2 separate regions of the Pelodiscus sinensis genome follow, and region 1 is linked to region 2. Evidence: chromatin contacts called from public Hi-C data. All regions are on one chromosome and are shown on one strand. Each heading gives the region's core, a stretch centred on a gene start, on an enhancer-like site or on the middle of the called end of the contact. The rest is flanking DNA. Distances are from core to core; before and after follow the strand shown.

The links. Hi-C and Micro-C count contacts between places; a contact is called where the count stands out from the background.
Region 1: a Hi-C map of liver shows a contact between it and region 2, with 2.9 times the contacts expected there. The contact joins the promoter of SPIN1 here to the promoter of SLC71A2 in region 2. A contact is called at or near these places in 3 of 5 Hi-C or Micro-C datasets (blood, liver and an unstated tissue).

What each region holds. Positions count from the first base shown.
Region 1 is chr6:46,700,166-46,706,400 of ASM4963464v1, reverse strand. It overlaps SPIN1 (spindlin 1), which reads right to left and starts at 4,027. Exons shown (of 6, transcript XM_075931861.1): 1 at 3,753-4,027.
Region 2 is chr6:46,560,583-46,566,876 of ASM4963464v1, reverse strand. It overlaps SLC71A2 (solute carrier family 71 member 2), which reads left to right and starts at 3,180. Exons shown (of 12, transcript XM_075931857.1): 1 at 3,180-3,486. The coding sequence starts at 3,340.

The sequences.
Region 1 (6,235 bases), core at 2,778-5,277, 140 kb before region 2:
ACCTTTAATAGAAAAGATAAGCTGTTCTGTCTTGCTCTTCAAAAACCTTAATTCTATCTGGCAAAACAAGTTGGAATTTAATGAAGTTATCTATAATGAATTAAAATATTTTAAAGCAAGATTAACAGACATTGCATCAACAACGTTTCTTTAAATCTCAATATGGCAAGAAGGGTTTGGAAGCTGTTATTGGGAGGAAGATACAGAATAAGATGAATGATGGAAGGGTATTATTGACACAACCATATTAACAGCTAAAACAGAAGAGCTGGAGGAATTCAAGAGTACATGAATTAAAATGGCCTATACATTCAAAGTCCATTTAATCATTTGTAAAGCTCTGTGCTAAAATGCATAACTATACTCAATGGTGGTTGTTGTTTGCACCAAAATCCACGAATAAAAAAAAATGTTAATAGGTTGGTTTATAAGTTTCCCACTTTTCACCCCCTCCTGCTAGCCTATCAATAAAGTGTTTACATGTTCTTCCCCTATCAATCTTGTTTTACTTATATTACTTGTTTTAGTTATGTTAATGAGTAATTTATAATAAATCTTGATGAATATTGTCCTGTTCTATGTTTTTCCACTAATATCACACTTCGCATTTCAAGCACAATAACCTTGATAGCTTCTTGAATGTTATATTTTATTTGACTTCCAACTCCCAGAAGTAGTCTTCCAATGGTACCCAACCTGCTCTATTTGAATTTAAAGAAAAAAAAAAAGAGAGAAAAGTTGGGAAGAAAATCCAAGCAGTTCCCTATGGAACACTATTGAGAAAGAAGTAATTGATCTCTCTCTATAACACACTAAAAACATTCATTTTGTAAAGCATACAGGATATACAAAGTTACTTATAGGCAGTCTACAACAGCACTAAGCAACCATGAACTGCATTTATTCAACTGCAAGAAAAGTTAGCACCTAGCTTAGAGAGCAAAATCCAGCTCCAACATAAATGCCAGTTTTCACTGGTGAATTATGTGGGTAAACATTTTGACTTTAAATTATCTTGAAACAGTTACATATAAGTCTATCACGTTAGTTTTACTTCAACAAGATGGCAGTTGCATATTAACAGGCCTTTAAGAAAGAGATGGGACCGCCACATGCATAGTACTGGTGAAGGCTTTTAAGACAGAATAATAATAATAAAAAAAGAATTGCAGTTTTGAAATGTATTTGATATATGATGCACTGTAGTCTAGTAGTTTACTTCTCTTAGGAAATTTTAATGGTTCCACGTCTATTACTGAAGAACTTTGTAAGGTTAAAGAAATAACTGAAAACCACAATACCTCCATTGCAGGAAATATAGAGGATACACATTCCAAACTGATCTTCTAATTTGGACCTCAGTTCTACTCAACTGACATTTTGTAAGAGAGGTACAAATTATAGAAAATTGACACAGCCAGTAAAATACATCATACCTAATTCCACTTAACCGTATCTCAAAACCTACACAAAGGCAAGCATATCAGTCTGTTTCTCACCCAGAAGCTTTAAAAGCAAAGCACAGTATCAAAAAGTTAAAATGTCACCTTGGAGCACAAGTCAGATATTTATTAATGGAAGTTAGGCTTATCAGTAAGTAACTGTAATGATTCCAGAAAAATCTGCAATGGTGCATGTTATCCAAGTCGGCAAAATAATTTTAGTTTCAACTACGTTAGCTGCATTGCAGACAATACACCAACAGAATTATACTGTAAATTTAAACTTTGAAAATAAAATGTTTATTACTAAAGTCGCAACATGTACCAAGATGCCTGGGAAGCACTAGAAAGTCATTATTAAGAGGACTTGTTTTCCTTCATCTTCCTAGGCTAAAACAAACCTAAGGGGGGAAAAAAAAATCAACACTACTTCAGATAATAGGGAAAATATGCACAAGAATTTGCCTGAAAATATAAGCTTGACATCTAATTTAGAAATTCATCATTCATAGACTGACTTCGAGGAATTCTTCTGGAAGCCAGTAGGGGGTGCTGTGGTTAACTGAAATGTAAGGGTATGGGACTGAATGTTAGCCCAGTGCTAGGACTCAAAAGTCTTGGAGCCAGTAGGACAGAGGCATGCTCTCTTGTTGCAGTTCAACACAGCACACTGAAATTCACAATGCGTTTCAGATTTCTGGCATACCCACCATCATGTTTCTTAAAGAAAACATCCTTCAGCCATGATGTGGTCATGACAAGGGCAAACAGGTTTGTACAACAAACCTGGCATTGCAAAAGAGGATTCAGCAAGCTTCCATTTCAGTTTTTGGATCTTTTGGCATGGTAGCACCTCAATACTGTATTGAAGATATACACAAAAATTCCAAAAGCCTACATTATCATTTTTATTTAAACACCCATTCTGACCTAAGTCATCCAGTTCTTTTTCAAGGGACTGTATTGAGTTGATATCTTTCTAGTGAGCCATATTCTTCAAACAAAACAAAACAAAAAAAACTGCTCTAGAGCATTCTGCAAGTGCAGCACAGAGCATTTCATCTTTGCCAACATTTTGGTGCATCAGTTTCCCCCCCACCCCCACCACCTCCCTAAAGAGAAAAAGACACGCACATTCCAAACAAGCCTCACTCAGCAGGGCTCACCCCATTCACCTCCCTCTCCCTCCCTCCGCCCCGGGCCTTGCCGGGCTCCCTCTGATTTTAGGTTTCATTTTGTTGTAAACAGCAAAGCGAAAGGAGAATGCTGCCAAAGCAAGGATCCTTACCCTTGAAATCCCGCCATGCGCGCAAGAAGGAGGGTGAACTGCTTTTCCTCCTTTGGGGGGGGCGGAGGGGGTGGGGAAGGAGATTAGGGATGGGGGGAGAGACAGAAAAGCACGGACGGATGAAACATTAAGAAACGGAGAGAGCCAGAAGAGAGCAGCCTGGTGGAAGAGCAGGGCGAGCGTCAGCCATGTTGTGTGTGTGTTGGTCCAGTATTTACAAACCTGCAGCTGCAGCAGCGCTTGGAGTCTGGGAGAGAGGGGAAGGAAGGGAGAGAGGGAGGGGGAAGGGCGAGGGGGCGGGAGGGAGAGAGGTACCGAGGCAGGCAGGCAGAGAGGGAGGAGGGGGAGCGCGGCGGCAGCAGCAGACAAAGGAAGCCAGCAGAGCCCGAGCTAGGCGCGCTCACACACACGCGCACACGGAATGTCTCAGACAGCGGCAGCGCCGCGTCGCTCCGGTGCGGGGGGCCGGGCTCAGTCCCGCCGCCACACCAGCGCCCCCCAGGCCCCGCTAACCCCATGTGCCCCAGCGGGCACCGGTCCCCTGCGCCGGGGGGGGGGGGGGGGGGGGGAGAAGAGACACACACGCCGCAGCGGGGCTGAATTCTGGGGCTTTGCCAGCCAGGGGACCCTCCCCCGTGCGGGGCCCGCAGCCCGCGAGCTGGGCAGGAGGGCGCAGCCGGGAGGCGGGGGGAGAGCGGTGCCGGGGCAGGCGGCGGTGGGATCCCTCCCCCAGGGCCCGTGGGGGGCGGGCCGGGAGCGGGCACACAGGGGCCCTCCCCGGCACGCCCCAGGAGGAAGCGGGGCCCCGAGGCTGAGCCGCTCGCGGCGGCCGGGAGGGGGCCCCGGGGCGGGGCGAGCCAGGAGCAAATAAATAACTAATAGCGGCCCCGGGGGAGGGGGAGGCTGGGAGCGGCGGCTCCGGCTCCCCCCACAGCGACTCCCTCCGGCGCGCCCTGGTACTGGGCCAGGCCAAGGGCGGCGCGACGAGCTCTCCCCCTCCCCCTCCGCTCCCTCGCGCTCACCTGCTGGCCGGACGGGGCCCGCGGGTGCCAGGCGGGCGGCCTGGGGGTGCCAGCGCTGCAGCTGCCGGAGCCCCCCCGCCTCAGGCCGCTCAGCTCCGCCGCGGGGACAGCTGCGCCCCGTCTCTCGCGTGCCCCCCTCCGCTGCCGCCGCTGCCTGCTGCTCGCCTCTGCCACATTTGGAGCCGCCGCTCCCCGCGCTGGTTCCGCGGCCAGGGTAAAGGCCTCCTCACCTTCCTGCCAAATAGTGAGCCACCCGCATCCCAGGCGTTCAAAATACAGCCCCGCCCTCCTCCACCGCCACCTCCCGCGCGCAGGCGCACTCCGCCTGCCTAACTGCGACAGGAGAACAGGAAGCTCCCCTCCCCTCCATGGCCACTTGCAGCCTGCGCTCACCACAGTGCGCCTGCGTGGAATGAGCTTGCCCGCCCCGTGCTGTGGTCAGCAGCCGGCCCTCGCTGTACTGAGCTCTCTGCGCAGTACGCGCCAGGGGCGGCCAGCACCACCTCCCTTCCGGAGTTGCCTGGCCCTGCCTGACCCTAACGGCCTTTCCGGGGAGGTGGCACGTGGGGTGTGGATGCCCCAACTTTGAGGGCAGCTTGGCCACAGAGCTCTCCACGTAACCCCGGGAAGCTCATGCAGCCAGGTTGCTAAAAAGCTTGCTCCTCTGTGCCCTCTGCAGAACGGAATGCATTAAACTTTGGAAAAAGTGCAAAACGTGTAGATATTAGACAAGATCACAAAGAGAAAACAGTTTCTTGCCACTTTAACCAGAAAGGACACTCTCTAAATGACTTAGCCACCTGCATTCTGCTACAAAGACCTTTTACATCTGCACTTGAAAGGGAATCCTCTGAACTGTCATTCATGTTAAAATTCGACACTTACCGACAAGGACTTAACAAGTCTTTGAACTTTCTCACCCATTATCAAGACAGTTTCCCCAATTATCACCTGTAATACCATTAACTCACAAACATCCCACTCTCCCTACCTTTAATATCAGCAATTCACAGACACTTACCTTCCTTCCTCCCCCTTCCCACCCCCCCGCATCCTCCTTCTGTTCTGCAATGTGATTTGTCCTTTTCATATTTGTTCATTTTTTTAAATTGTATCCTTTGGTATATATGGTTGTGACTACTTTCTTCCACTATTTGATCTGAGGAAGTGGGTCTGGCCCACGAAAGCTCATCATCTAATAAACCATCTTGTTAGTCTTTAAAGTGCTACATTGTCCTGCATTTTGCTTCAACTACCCCAGACTAACACGGCTACATTTCTATCACTAAAACGTGTAGTGGCATTGTAGATAGAAGGCTGGGTCTTGTTCCTCACTGCAATAAAGGGCAGATTCTGGTAATTTCTGCAAAAACTAACACTCATCGAAGGGAAAGATCAGTTGCACAAATAGAGAAATACAGCTGCTCTACTATAAAAAGCCAGAATTCCCCACATTCCATCTCCTTAAAAGGGCAATGTTTCCGTATCCCTGCTCATTAATCTCTAGGCCAACCTAGAAAAACCAGAAAAAACTGCCCTGTAATGTTCACATAATGAGAGTAGAATTTAGGGTTACCATATTTGAACTTTCAAAGAAAGAGGACTCTCCTGAGAGGGAACATAGCTGTATTAGTATCTACCAACTCACATATTAATGTGTTATATACTATATGGTTTTTGAAAGTTCAAATATGATAACTCTAAATTAATTCATTGTTTTAAACTTGTAAAATATTACTGTTTAAGTATACAAATACACTTGCTGCTTCTCAACATCTTTGAAAGCAATTGCTTCATTTCTGGCGGAAGAACTCCTCCCTACCCCTACTTTTGAAGTATACTGATATTGGCTAGTTATTTCTAGTTCCCAACTCTGTTTTCACTTCCTGATTCTAATGCAGCTGCATATATTGTATTCCAATGCAGTCATTGATATATGAGTGTTCTAAGACTACTGGATGTAAGAAGGCAAGGGCTATGTTGTGAATATAAAAATTCAAGTTTAAAACTTTAAATTTTCATTATTGCATTGAAATGAAGAGTTTTAGATAAAAATTGCTCGACTGGGGAAACTGGGATAGCACAAATGTAAGTGTATTCCGAGCCAAAAATCTTTATTAGAACAAAGAGAAGATTCCGAACACATTGACATTTAAAATAACAGCAGAATGTTTTTTTTTTTTTAAATCTAAAGGCTAGAAGCGCAGGAAATTTGCAGCTAAGTTTCTCTTACATTTCTTCTCATCTTCCACAAAGAGGTTGAAGACCTTTCACCCAACACCACACATATTCCTATTCATGTCATTGGACTGAACCCTGGACTGGGTTATTAAAGTCATCTTCAGTAAATTCAAGTAGTATTAATCCAGGGGAATCCAAGGGTCAGCTAACAAGGGATCCTAGTTTTCAAACTAAAAGGCTGTGTCTAGATTGGCATGATTTTCTGGAAATGCTTTTAACGGAAAAGTTTACCATTAAAAGCA
Region 2 (6,294 bases), core at 1,931-4,430:
AGTGGACTAGTTTTAATCCTCATACATTTTACCTTTTTTTGCAGTTCTCTGTATAGAAGGTAAGACTATTAGTTATTTTTTTAATAAGTAAAAAGATTAGTGATTTATTCCCAATTTATTTCAATTAATGTAACTAAATTTACATGAGATGATGACTCATTTTTCCACTGTTCGTAAGCAAAAAACCAACAAGGAATTTACATTATTTAGATTGCAATAGCAGCTACAGTGGAGTCAGCATTTAAATAACAAAAAATACCTGCTTATGTTCACATAATATTAAAATTATAATATTAAATAATCACAAGTCAGGACATACTCTTGTACATCAAATTGTCAACCCTCTAGGATTGTCCTGGAGTTGCCAGGAATTAAAGATTAATTTTTAATTAAAGATTACGTTGTGATGAAATCTACAAGAATTCATCTAACCAACGTTGGCATAGCAACCCTACTCTTACAGGTTCAGGAATGGAAGAGATACTGTGGATCCCTGATATCTCCTGGGAGAGCAATACGTAGACAAGCCAAGAAGTTTTTGGAGAGTGTTGCAGGGCAACTCCTGGTCCAAGTACTGGAGAAACCAACAAAGTTGGTTCTCTTGACCTGCTGCTCACAAAGAGGGAAGAATTAGTAGGGGATGTAGCAGTAGGTGGCAATCAAGGCTGAACTGACTGAAAAAGAGGAAAGGAGAGCAGCAGAATATGGATCCTTGTCTTCAGACTTTGACTCCCTCAGGGAATTGATGAGCAGAATCCCCTGGGAGGCTAACATGAGGGGAAAAGGAGTCCAGGAAAGCTGACTGTATTTTAAAGCCTTATTGACAGTCCTAAATGAGCAGAAACAATAGCAAATGCGACCAGCTTGGCTTAGTAGAGAAATCTTTGGTAATCTCAAAAACAAAAGGAATCTTACAAAAAACTTGAACAGATTACTAGAGAGGAGTATAAAATATTCCTTGAGCATGCAGGAGTGTAATTAAGAAGGCCAAAGTGCAATTGGAGTTGCAACTAGCAAGGAATATGAAGGATAACAAGAAGGGTTTTATATATCATTCAGCCAGGGCCAAGTTCAATATCTAGGGGTTTCTCTCCATCCATCCAACACAGAACTGGCTTGAGCCCCCTCCCAGTAACCTGGGAAATCCACACACCACCCTGGCAATGCTTCCCCATACTCAGGAGGCAGAGGTTGAATGTACAGAAGAAACTTAATAAGAAGGGAAGGAAGTAACTTGGCATTAAGGATGTAAGTGACTAGTCGACTATCTGATAAGTTATTCTTATCGGCTAGTCGACTAGTCGCTTCTCCTCCCTGCCTTGCTGCCTATATCAGAGGCAGAAAGGCAGGGGGAGCAGGAGCCAGTGGTGGTGGGGAGCCAGTTTAAAAGCCAATTACCCTCACCATTGTCTCGGGGGGGGGGGCAGGGGGACAGATGAGGCAGAGGAAAAGCAGGGTTCAGGCGCCAGCCAGGAATCAGCTGTCCCAGCTCCTGCGGGGTCCCCAGCTCTGCACACCAGCCTTTTAAATGTATTAAGAGTCTGATGGTTCTTAATACATTTAAAAGGCTGGTGTGCAGTGGGGTTTCTTGCACTTGTATAGGAGGTAATGACTGGTAGACTAAGGCCACCTGCAGTCTCCTTCAATCCTCATCTTCTATGATTCTACAGGAAGAGAGAGCTGAAAAGTGCAGAGAATCTCTGATCAGTATTTTCTTAGAAGTGGAAACTTACACTTTCAAGGCAGCATGAATTCAATTGTCCCGCTGCTGTGACACTACCTGGTGGTGCCCGGATGGTGGGGTGTACAGCAGATCTCATGCTTGTTCATATCATGGACCTCATCTGAGTTCAAGCACCTCAGTCTCTTGTCAGTGGCCACCCCACTTTACTGAATGGGGTGCAGTGCAACAGTGGTCCAGAAGGACTGGTGGTGTCTGGTCTAAATAGTCATTAATGTGAGGGGGCCTTGTCTAATGGCTGGCTGGCCTTGCTCTGGGCTGAGACTCAGGAGACCTGGCTCCTATTCCTAGTTCCCCCATTGCACTGCTGGGTGATCTTGGGCCAAGCCAGGCGCTCCTACAAGCAGGTTGTGTAGTGTGGTATTAACACTGCAGCAAAGCCAGGGTAGAACACTAAGGCTACGTCTAGTCTGGCATGATTTTCCGGAAATGCTTTTAACGGAAATATTTTCCGTTAAAAGCATTTTCGGAAAAGAGCGTCTAGATTGGCACGGACGCTTTTCTGCAAAAGCACTTTTTGCAGAAAAGCGTCTGTGGCCAATCTAGACGCGCTTTTCCGCAAAAAAGCCCCAATCGCCATTTTCGCGATCGGGGCTTTTTTGTGGAAAGCAAATCTCAGCTGTCTACGCTGGCCCTTTTGCAGAAAAGTTTTGCGCAAAAGGGACTTTTGCCCGAACAGAAGCAGCATTGTATTTCTGCAAAAAGCACTGCTTTTTTACAGTAGGAAGTCAGTGCTCTTGCGGAAATTCAAGCGGCCAGTGTAGACAGTTGGCAAGCTTTTCCGGAAAAGCAGCTGATTTTCCGGAAAAACTGGCCAGTCTAGACACAGCCTAACTGCAGGAAGGGGTGAAAGTAATCTTACAGGTGCTCTAGTATTGCACCCCCCCAGAGGGGGGCTCAGGGTTGGAGGCTAGGAGCGGGTTGCAACATGACAGTACCTGTAAAAAAATTAAGTATGGGGGGCTTGCAGCAGGGGGGTTAGAGTGTACGGGGGGGGGGGACTCAGGGCAGCCAGCTGGGGGGTATGCAGAAGGGCTCAGGGCAGGGGAGTCGGGGCTGGGTGTGCGCGAGGACAGGCTCAGGGCAGAGGGCTGCAGGATTCGGGGTTGGCGAGTGAGGTGCGAGGGGGTGAGCATGGCGGGGGGAAGGGGGGCTGGGGCAGTCCGGGAGCGGTGGGGGGAGCGCGCCCTGCCTGGCTGAAAGCCCCGGGATCCCGGCTAGCAGCGCGCCGCCCTCCCACTGCAGCCGAGTGCCCCGGGAGGCGGCAGCAGCAGCAGCTGCTTCTTGCCGGAGCGGCGCACCGGCCTACTTTGCCCAAAGAGCGGCAAAGGCACCCGCAGCAGGTGGAATGGGTCGGTGCTAGGACCCAGCGAGCCCCCGTGCCGCCCTCCCTGGCCGCAGCCCGGAAGCGCTGCGGGGGGGGTGACGTAGCTTCCGGTGGGTGTTCGGCGCGAGAGAGCGGCAGGGGGATCACGTGTCCGCGGCGGCCACTGTGGCTGCGGCGCGCGGCGGTGGCAGATGAAGGTGCTGCTGAGAGGGCGCCGAAGTCCCGCCCCGCCGCTCTGCAGTCCCGGCTGCCCCGGGACGATGGGAGCGAAATGAGCCCCGAGCCGGAGCCGCCGCCAGCCCCGGCCGGGGAGGCGGAGGCGGCCGCAGCAGCGGCGGGGGAAGGCGGCGAGAAGCGGGGCAGCTGCGTCATGCTGGTGAAGCGGATCGGCCTGAAAGCGGGGGGCGGCGGCAGCGCGGTGAGTGCGGGGTGGGGGCTGCCGGGGCCCTTTCGCGCTGGCGGCGGGGCGGGCTGTGCCCCTGGCTGGGGCGGGTGGGTCCCGGTGCTCGCACCCCATCTCCCGTACCAGGGGCGCCGCACTGGCCGGGCGCTGAGCGTGTGTGCGTGGGGGGGAGAGACATTCCCTAATGCCACTGACGGGTCTGCGGGACGGGGCTGTGCGCGGAGGCTCCCCGGTGTGCCTGGCGATTGCACTGTCTGCGGCCTTGGGGGACTAAAGAGCCGGCACAGTAGCCTCTTCTGCTTTCTCTTCGTGAAAACAGCAAGTTTTCAGTCGGGGCATCTTTTTCTTTGTTACTCTTAAAAGGTGACCTCGGGAGGGACGCAAAGGCGCTAACTAGAAATCATTTGAATTTAATTTGTTTCCGATGTCCAAGGTAGTAGCCTTGATCACTGGGGAGGATGTATGTGAAACGAAACTCTTTGGAAGTAGGGCGTGTCTTAACAGCGTCCTTTATAGTAGTAGTTTCACTTCATTGTGAATGAATTACCACGTATTAAAATTAGGTTAACATGTTTGGTGTAAAAAATCCCCGCTTAACTTGAATTGCAGTGAGTTTTGCTCTTTCGTCAAGTGGGCCATGATGTTGTCAATTGTTGGTGCTGAGTGAATTAGGTTTCAGATCTAAACTATTGTACTGGCGAAGAAGTTGTACTGAAGGTTTCTGCACTTGTTCTGCTGCTCTGAGTCACACACAGTTAATGTGAGTTTCTATTTGCTGTGTTCCAGTTGAAGGAAGTGGCAATTTTGTGTGTGAGCCCTCTTTTGGTTAAGTATTTATATTCTATCCTTAAAATCCCTTTCTATGTTTGTTCTCCTATTCTTGGTATTTCTGATTTGTGAGAATGTGGTAAATTTTCTGGCTGACATCTCCCGCAAGCTGACATAGAGCTATTATTTACTTTTACATACTGCCAACTTGAAATCCAGTCTGTTCAGCTAATAGATGGCCTCCTGAATCTTCCTGCCCATCTTTGTTTCAGTACTTTCCTGTCCTATCTTTCTCTGTTTCTTTGTGATTCTAGTGCAGCCTATGGCTCTGACTAACCTAGAAACTTTGTGTAGTTGCTACAGTGGTGGAAACATTCTTCTGTTGCCATCACCTCTAAGATGTCATAGAAGAGTTCTTTCATTGATTTGTATCAGAGGGGTAGCCCTGTTAGTCTGAATCTGCAAAAGTGGTGAGGAGTCCTGTGGCACCTTATAGACTAACTGAAGTGTCTATAAGTGTCTACCACTTCAGTTAGTCTATAAGGTACCACAGGACTCCTCGCCGCTTTCATTGATCTGGTGGAGCTCAGTTTAACTACATTTACATAGCCTGTAAACTTTTTCACAGTTCTAAACAGTGTATTTAAGCCAACTTAATATTGTTATGTAGACCAGCCTAAGAAGGTTGCTGATTTAAACAGAAACTAATTTATAGCTTATCAAAGGAAGATCACTTGCAGAGCTTGTGTTGCATGATACTGAGGCAAATAATTCCCCAAAATCAAAGAATTAGATGCTCTTAAATATGAACATCTCCAGTTTAAATTGCTGTATTTGTACACACGAGCCACACTTTTAGTTTACAAACAAATCTTTTTGGTTTAGGGGCAAGAACTTGTGTGTGTGTTATGGCATTTTAGGGAGCTTCCGGGGGTAGCTGAGTTAGTCTGTTACAGGAAAAAAAACAGCAAGCAAATGGTCTGGTAGCACTTTATAGACTAACAAAACATGTAGATGGTATCATGAGCTTTTGTGGGCACAGCCCACTTCTGTGCCCACGAAAGTTCATGATACTATCTACATGTTTTGTTAGTCTATAAAGTGCTACCAGACCATTTGCTTGATGGCATTTTATGGGAGACTTCTGCCTTCATAGCATCTACCAGAGGCTACACAAAGAAAATAAGATACAGGACCACATCTTCGGTTTTTTCAAATTGGGATAATTCTGTTTAAATCATATATACACTATTTGAAGATGTGGCCATAGTTCAAGGTTCTGTGTAAGCCACTATCTACCATAGAACCTCAGAGTCAAGAACACTAGAGTTTACAAGCTGACCAGTCAACCATACAGCTCATTTAGAAATAGAAGTATGCAATCAGGCAGCAGCAGCGACAAATAAATCAAACTTATTAAATGTAAACTACTTAACTTAAATGGAATTCTTGATTTTTAAAAAAGATTTGACCAAGTAAGAAAACTGTTTTTGTGCTTGTTAAATTTAAATTAGGATGATTACTGTGCAGAAGAAAATACTACTTTTAAAGTTTCAGTGTTTAGTTTGCAAACTTTTTGGAAGAACAACCAAAATGTTTTGTTCATAATTACTAGAGTTTATTACAAGCATCCTCCACTCTCAAGGCATTTCAGATCTCTGAGGTTCTACTGTATTTTGTTATATCAGTTTGTCATCTTAGCTGAAACCCATGTGATGGTCATATTGCTAGACTTCTAAGTGGTGAGTTTATTGAATGGGATTATTCAAACTAAAATAATAAGAATCAAGTCTTGTCTTTATGAGTGTTTTTTAAGAAGCTCCCTTTGGAGATTATGCCAGGATTGCAGTGTTGTGATCTGAATTCAGACATTTGCCTTTTGGCAGTTGATAAAACAAGAAATGCTATGAAATAAATTTTTGGTCATCTACTTGATCTGGCTTTTTATTTGGCCTCTACAATAGATGCCATATTTAGTAAAACAGAAGAATTATGATGAGAGGTTTTAAACTGATTTGTTTTGACAGAGTATTTAGAAGTAAGCCTGTCTAGTTG